Regions from separate parts of the Mus musculus genome. Here region 2 is linked to region 1. Evidence: chromatin contacts called from public promoter capture Hi-C data. All regions are on one chromosome and are shown on one strand. Each heading gives the region's core, a stretch centred on a gene start, on an enhancer-like site or on the middle of the called end of the contact. The rest is flanking DNA. Distances are from core to core; before and after follow the strand shown. Region 1 holds the start of B9d1os (a long non-coding RNA gene). Region 2 holds the start of Grap (GRB2-related adaptor protein).

Region 1 (3,365 bases), core at 91-2,590:
ATGTTCAACAGGCTTACAAGCCCAATCACATGGAGGCTTTCTCAATCTTGGTTCCCTCCTCTCAGATAACTATGGCTTGTGCCAAATTGACAAAAAAACTAGCCAGCACAGACCTCTTCCTAAATGTCTCATCCTGTTGGTTTAGGACAGAAAAGCCTTATCTAATGAGTAATTTGGGGATTGAGAAGGCTTCCTTTCAGTAGCCTGTATCTTTCCAACGCTTTCAGTAAAGAACAGCAAGTGGCAGCCACCGGCTAGGAGAGAGGGGCCTAGAGCCTCTGCTTGTATGACTCTTGGCTCTAAGCTAAAAGAATTTCTTACATGCTTGCACCTCGGCCCACCTAGAACGCTGTGACCACATGCCTTTCCTCTTCCCCATAGGTGGCTTTGGGAATCCCGCCAACTGACTTCCAAGCTAACAGTTAGCGTGACCTGGTGTCATTACTGCAGGCTGAGCTCCCTAAAGTATACACATCTGCATCCGTTTGTTTCCAGGCTCCCTCATCATTAATGTGCTCTTTGATGTTTCCTTATAAGCTCTGAAAGTGAAGTCTGATTCTGCAGCTAAATTCCTGTAACGAATATGGCTAAATTACCTTCCAGGTCTGGATTTCAGTCACGCCCTCCAGAAAACTGAGATGTGTTCAATTTTATTTATTAAAGAAGTAGTTCCCAAATATTTTGCACTGGCCGGGCAATGAGGACCAGGCATTCAATGCCCCTAGAGTCGAGCTGGGGATCTAAAGGCAAGAAGCTCGCATTAAGCCACCTTGAATTGGACAGTGATAGAGTAAGTGCAGTTGAATCCAAGCACTAACAATGGTGTCTACCGAAAAGGATGCTGGTGGCTTGGGACCAAGCTCTGACATCCCTGAGCTACCAGTGATTTTCCAAAATTGGGTGACTGGTTCCGTGGGCTCCAGCTTCTCATGCAGGACGCGGGACTTGGACAAATGGAGTCTCCGGGTTTCGATGACAAGAGCCTCATAGGGCTGAAGGGCGCATTCTTCACCTGAGACAATGTGCTGGGTGATGCCCGCTGGACCACTCCCGCGCACCAAGCCTTCCAACGATGGCGTCTTTGCCGTCGCTGTGTGTGGCAACAGCGACACCACCTGGAGAGAGGTAACTCTAGCACGTGACTTTCCGCGGGCCTGAGTGCCGGTGCTGCTTCTTCTCAACATCCAGCTTTGCAGCCTGCGAGCTTCAAGCATGGCCAGACGAGTGAAGTCACACAGTGCGGGTCCGTGGACCCGCCCCTGGGGGTTAGGTTCCGCGCGACAGACACGGAGGACAGTGCCCAAAGCCATAAAGACTACTGCGCCTGCGCACTCTTACCTTTGAGCGAACTCGTCACCGCTTGAGAAATTTGTCCTAGACGACTTACCGTCTGTTTCCAAGACAACCGAGAGCCTCCTGGCAACAGCGCGCGGCCTGCGCCGGTCTCCCGGCCCATCAGTGCAATGGCTGCAGCAAGTCCCAGCGTCTTCCTGCTCATGATCACCGGGCAGGTAGAGAGCGCACAGGTAAGCAGTCGTGGACTCCGCCCGGGGACGGCCTGTTTCTCTCCCCGGGCTCTTCGCTCAGCTCCTAGAAAGCCAAGATGCTCTGAGCATCTCAAATAAATGGAAAGGAGAAGCAGCATTTGAGAACCTTGGCTCCAGGTAGATGAACCGGACAAGCTTGAGTGAAAACAGACCTCGAGGCGTTCAGCTGGTACCACTTGGATCCTGTTTACTTGGTTGAGTGGTGGCCTAGGACTAATGGGACTGAAGACTCAGCTGATCCATTTAACAGCTGGGAACTTACCGGAAGGCAGTGGCCAAGGTGGGATTTGACCCGGTCCGTCTAAGAGACAGAACTTTGCTACATTATTCTTCTGGGCTGCTTGTTGAAAATGCCCATTATTCCTACATATTCTGAGGTTTGGCTGACATGCTTTAGGTTCTGCCAAGTCTGAAGCTCAGTAGGTGTTCCTGCCTTCCCATTCATTGGTACTGCGTCCTCCCTGTTTTCCTCTATCCGATTAGAGGATGTCTGGGCTGCTTACTCTGGACACCTTCCTTGGCGTCTGCCCTGGGCCTTCCTTTCTCCGGGACCCTCAGTTTTAGCCATGTTCTTTGGCCCTGTAGCTTCTGGGTTTCACGTGAGCATCATTTCTGTAGAGCTAATTTGTGCCCAGCACTGGAGATGCGCTGAGGCATGAAACCTGTTCCTTCTTCAGTCTAACAGGGTTATCAGATAGACATTAGGTACCCACATGCAGAAATGCAGAGAAGTGAAGGGAGCCAAGCAATGATCCTTAAGCCAGCTAGAGACTGAAGGGGAACTCTGAAAGATGGGCAAGGGGCCTACCACATGTGGACTGAGAAAGACAAGACAGAAAGTAGACCCTGAGCAAAATAACCTACGGGTATTGGCAGTCTGGGACTAAGCCTGACTTCCTGATTTCCATTCCCTGCCCGCCCTGAAACCCATGTCCACCTCCTCAGTCCCAGATGCCTCGTGTTCCTAATTCCTGTCCACTGCATCTGCCTAGCTAATGTGTGGGCCCAGTTTGCCCTTTCTAGACAGAATCCTGTATACTTTTTCTCTCAGTTTCCAGAGTATGATGACCTCTACTGCAAGTACTGCTTTGTGTATGGCCAGGACTGGGCCCCAACAGCGGTAAGTTGGACTCATGGGCCTCCTCTGGTTAGAGCTTTGGTGATTCCTGAATCATACCCTTCTATTCGAGACCAAGAGGTAGACACTAAGGTCAGAGATGACCTAAACATTGCATTTGTTTTTGGGGGAAAGCTAGTTTATAGAATACAGTCACTACTGGGTTCGCTGGTGTACCCCTGGAGTCTGTTAGTGGCAGCTGAGAGGGACAAGTAGCAGCCTAACCAGGCAGGCTCTGGAGAACCACCTGCCAGTGGCTTTGGACAGCATCAGCCAATACCCCCACCTGAAAACAAAACATGGCCCCTTCTCAGGCAGCAGAAAACAACCAGGAGCCAGGACAAAATGAAGGATCTCTTCTTAAGGTTTTAAGGAGTCTTTTTACCACAGGAAGCGGCTGCAGTGCAGACCACTATGATACTATACAATAGTTTAAAAAGTGGAAGCCAAACAGGATAGCATATGCCTGTAATCCAGCACAGAAGGCTGAGGCAGGAGCATCTCTAGGAATTCAAGGTCAAGCTGGGCTACATATATAATACCAAACAAATGGAAAAAATAAAATTAAAGCCCGACTTCTTTGAGCCCAAGTTTCTTCATTTGTATCACGGACATGTTAATATTTTTTGGTTTTTCTAATGCTTTCAATATATATTAGAGATTAATTCCATTTTAAATTATGTGTGTGTATATATCTGTGT
Region 2 (3,237 bases), core at 555-3,054, 150 kb after region 1:
TTTTAAAAGTCATTTTTTAAAAATTTTTTTGTTTTTGTTTTTTTCAAGACAGGGTTTCTCTGTATAGCTCTGGCTGTCCTGGAACTCACTCTGTAGACCAGGCTGGCCTCAAACTCAGAAATCCGCCTGTCTCTGCCTCCCAAGTGCTGGGATTAAAGGCGTGCGCCACCACCGCCTAGCCATTTATGAATGTTTTGACGGCATGTGCACATACATGTGTTTTTGGTGCTCACAGGAGCCAAAAGAGAGTGACAGAGCTTCTAGAGCTGGAGTTTACAGATGTCTGCGAGCCACTATGTAGGGGCTGGGAATCAAAGCCTCTGGAAGAGTAGCCTGTGCTCTTACCCACTGAGCCCCATCCTCTAGAAAACCACCGTCTTGAAAAAAAAAAAAAAATCTGCCAGGCAGTGGTGGCGCACACCTTTAATCCCAGCACTTGGGAGGCAGAGGCAGGAGGATTTTTGAGTTCGAGGCCAGCCTGGTCTACAAAGTGAGTTCCAGGACAGCCAGAGCTACACAGAGAAAACCCTGTCTCGAAAAACTAACTAACTAACTAAATAAATAATAAAAAATAATTTAGAAATAAAACTAAAAATAAGTAAATAAATGAAATAAAATAAAATAAAAATCTGGCTTCATCTGGATCCATCTGGTACCCATCCCACAGCCTGGGTTCTTTAGCTGTCCCTGTGTGTTTGGAGAATACTGGCTCTCTGTGGTTCCATGTGGTTGCAAATGTATAGCTGTGTTTCTCCGTGTTGTGCTTTACCCCCTAGTACTCACCAGACTGCTGTCTGCATCAGTGTCACAGCCTTCCCTTAACAATCGCAGAGCTGTAATGCCTTCAGACCACAAGCTACAGAAAGCTCAGGTGGTACTCGATGTTTAAAGCACAACAGGGGCCTTATTAGTGAGGTTTTCATAGGTGAATAGGAGCTTCCTGGGCAAGTAGGAAAAGGTGGTGTGCCCACCACAATGGCTCTCCAGCCTGGAGTTTGCTTGTAGTGGAATACCCAAAAGGGTACATGAGGGAGCTGTGTGGAGCAGGTGAGAGGAGACGGTTGGAAGTGTCTTGAACGTAGGCTGGAATTTGGGTTTGAGGTGGTGGGTGCTTAGGAATCTCGCTACAGGTATCAGCAGTTGTCCTGCTTAGTTGTTTTGTTTGTTTGTTTTTTTGTTTGTTTGGTTTTTTGTTGTTGTTGTTGTTTTCAACTTGACACAAGCCAGAGGCAGCTTGAGTTGAGAATTGGCTTGTGGACAAGTCTGTGGGGACGTTTTCCTGACTAATGACTGGTGTGGATGAGTCTGGTTCTCTGTGGGAAGTTCCACCCCTGGGCAGATGCTCTGGGTGTATAAGAAAGTTGGCTGAGCAAGCCATGGGAAGCAAGCCAGTAAGCAGTGTCCCTCCGTGGTCTCTGCTTCAGTTCCTGCCTCCAGGTTCTTGCCTTGGCTTTCCTGATAGACTATAATCTAAGCCAAATAAACCTTTTCCTCCCAAGTCACTTTTGGTTTTGGTGTTTTTCACAGCAATAGAAACTCCATTTAAAACAGATAAGAAATGTGAAGGCTGAGAGACAGAGGCCAAGCACGAGACAGCTCTGCATCGTCCTAATGGGGACTCCCCCACAGCCAAAGTGGGTTTATGAGCACACCCTCTCTGAGCTATGACAAGGGTGACATGTCTTTGCTTCCTGTTTCTCCCCCATCAAGGGCAGTTTCCGGCTGCAGCTTCAAAAGAACAAATACTCAAAACAAAGGAAGTGGTCCTCTCCTGCAGGAAGCAGGAAGCTGTAGCTGCTGGGTCCTCGGCTGAAGCCCAGGGACAGTGGGATGGAGTCCGTGGCCCTGTACAGCTTCCAGGCTACCGAGAGTGACGAGCTGGCCTTCAACAAGGGGGACACGCTTAAGGTACAGAAGGCTGGAGCTGGGCTGAGTGGGCCAACAGGGTTGGTAGGGTTAGAACCAGCACCTCAGAGAGTCCTGGGAGTCTGGGCTGTGAGGGACAGGCTCAGGTTAGCTGCCTCTACCCTCTTCAGTTTCCTCATTTAGGAAAGTGGAATAGTATTTATTACTGATCCTTCCTTTGGGGTCATTTGAGAGTCTGAGGCCACAGAGTCTGGTGGGAGTTGCCTAAATCCCACTGTTTTCTAGGGTTTTGTTTGTTTGTTTTTAAAGAAAAGTTTAATAGACAAATTTTGAGATCAGTAACACAGAGAGAAACAGAGAGACACAGAGGTAGAAATCGTGTGTGTGTGTAAGAGTGTGTGTATGTGTGTGTGTGTGTGTGTGAGAGAGAGAGAGAGAGAGAGAGAGAGACAGAGAGAGACAGAGAGACAGAGAGAGAGTCTAAAATAAGCAGACATTCTAACTTAATTGGGCTAAAATAGCTGAGATTAAGCTGTATTGATGGGAAAGGAGAAATAGAACGCTATACTTCATTTGTTCTCACCTGAGCCACTTTCACTCACAGTGGTTGTCTTCCAAGTCATTAGACACACGAGTGTGTGAAATCTCTACCGGGGATGCCCTTACTTAGAAGTTTGCATATGACAGGAGAGCTGAGGGGGCACAGGAGAGTGGCCATGCTGAACCATGGACACTGGAATGCTAGTGGCCCATCCTGTGCCCTCCACTGCCCCTATTGTGACCCCCTGGAGCAACAGACACAGGGCTAGATGGCTACCACCCTGAGCCCTGGCTCGAAGATTCAAGCACGGAGACAGACTCTTTAGAGCTATCCTGTACATGGGTCCCAGGCTCAGTGTGGATCTCCTGGCTGTGGAAGACCATGGCTTGGCTGCAGTGAGCGAGGCTCAGCAAGGTGTCTGTACGTGTGTAGTGTAGTGTAGTGTAGTGTAGTGTAGTGTAGTGTAGTGTAGTGTAGTGTAGTGTAGTGTAGTGTAGTGTGAGCCAATCTCCATTGCTTTAATTCTTGAGCCTTTCTTTGTTCGGTCCCCTGGGTGTCTAAAGCTCTAAGCTGGGGTCCTAAAGCAACCACATACCTTTGTGCACCCCCTTCTTCAAGCTAAGGTGCTGGTGTATCTACCTAAGTTGTTGGCTCTGGGTCCTATGCACACTCAACCAGTTTGGCCTCAGAAAGACCTGGGGTGGGAGACTGTCCAGATCCAAGTTCAGTTCAGAGGCCTCAGCTACTCTGGAAACCAGCATGGGCCATATCTTTCACACACACTTGAGGCTGGAGGGTAGCTGGCCTATTAAAAAGTAGGAATGCTGTGT

Evidence for each region. Capture Hi-C pulls out chosen DNA fragments and counts their contacts.
Region 2: a contact with region 1 is called in a promoter capture Hi-C map of adipose tissue. The contact joins the promoter of Grap here to the promoter of B9d1os in region 1. A contact is called at or near these places in 9 of 39 promoter capture datasets (the 3T3-L1 cell line, the SN4741 cell line, embryonic stem cells and 4 more), 5 of 484 Hi-C or Micro-C datasets (CD4 T cells, CD8 T cells, the N1E-115 cell line and 2 more), 10 of 115 datasets of contacts at active chromatin or transcription factors (bone marrow-derived macrophages, effector CD8 T cells, embryonic stem cells and 3 more) and 3 of 9 other capture datasets (adipose tissue, liver and pancreatic islet).

The regions. Positions count from the first base shown.
Region 1 is chr11:61,503,746-61,507,110 of GRCm38.p6, forward strand. It overlaps B9d1os (a long non-coding RNA gene), which reads right to left and starts at 1,341. Exons shown (of 1, transcript XR_141098.4): 1 at 640-1,341. B9d1 (B9 protein domain 1) reads left to right here and starts at 1,399. Exons shown (of 7, transcript NM_013717.3): 1 at 1,399-1,526; 2 at 2,599-2,667. The coding sequence starts at 1,464.
Region 2 is chr11:61,651,517-61,654,753 of GRCm38.p6, forward strand. Grap (GRB2-related adaptor protein) reads left to right here and starts at 1,805. Exons shown (of 5, transcript NM_027817.3): 1 at 1,805-1,908. The coding sequence starts at 1,831.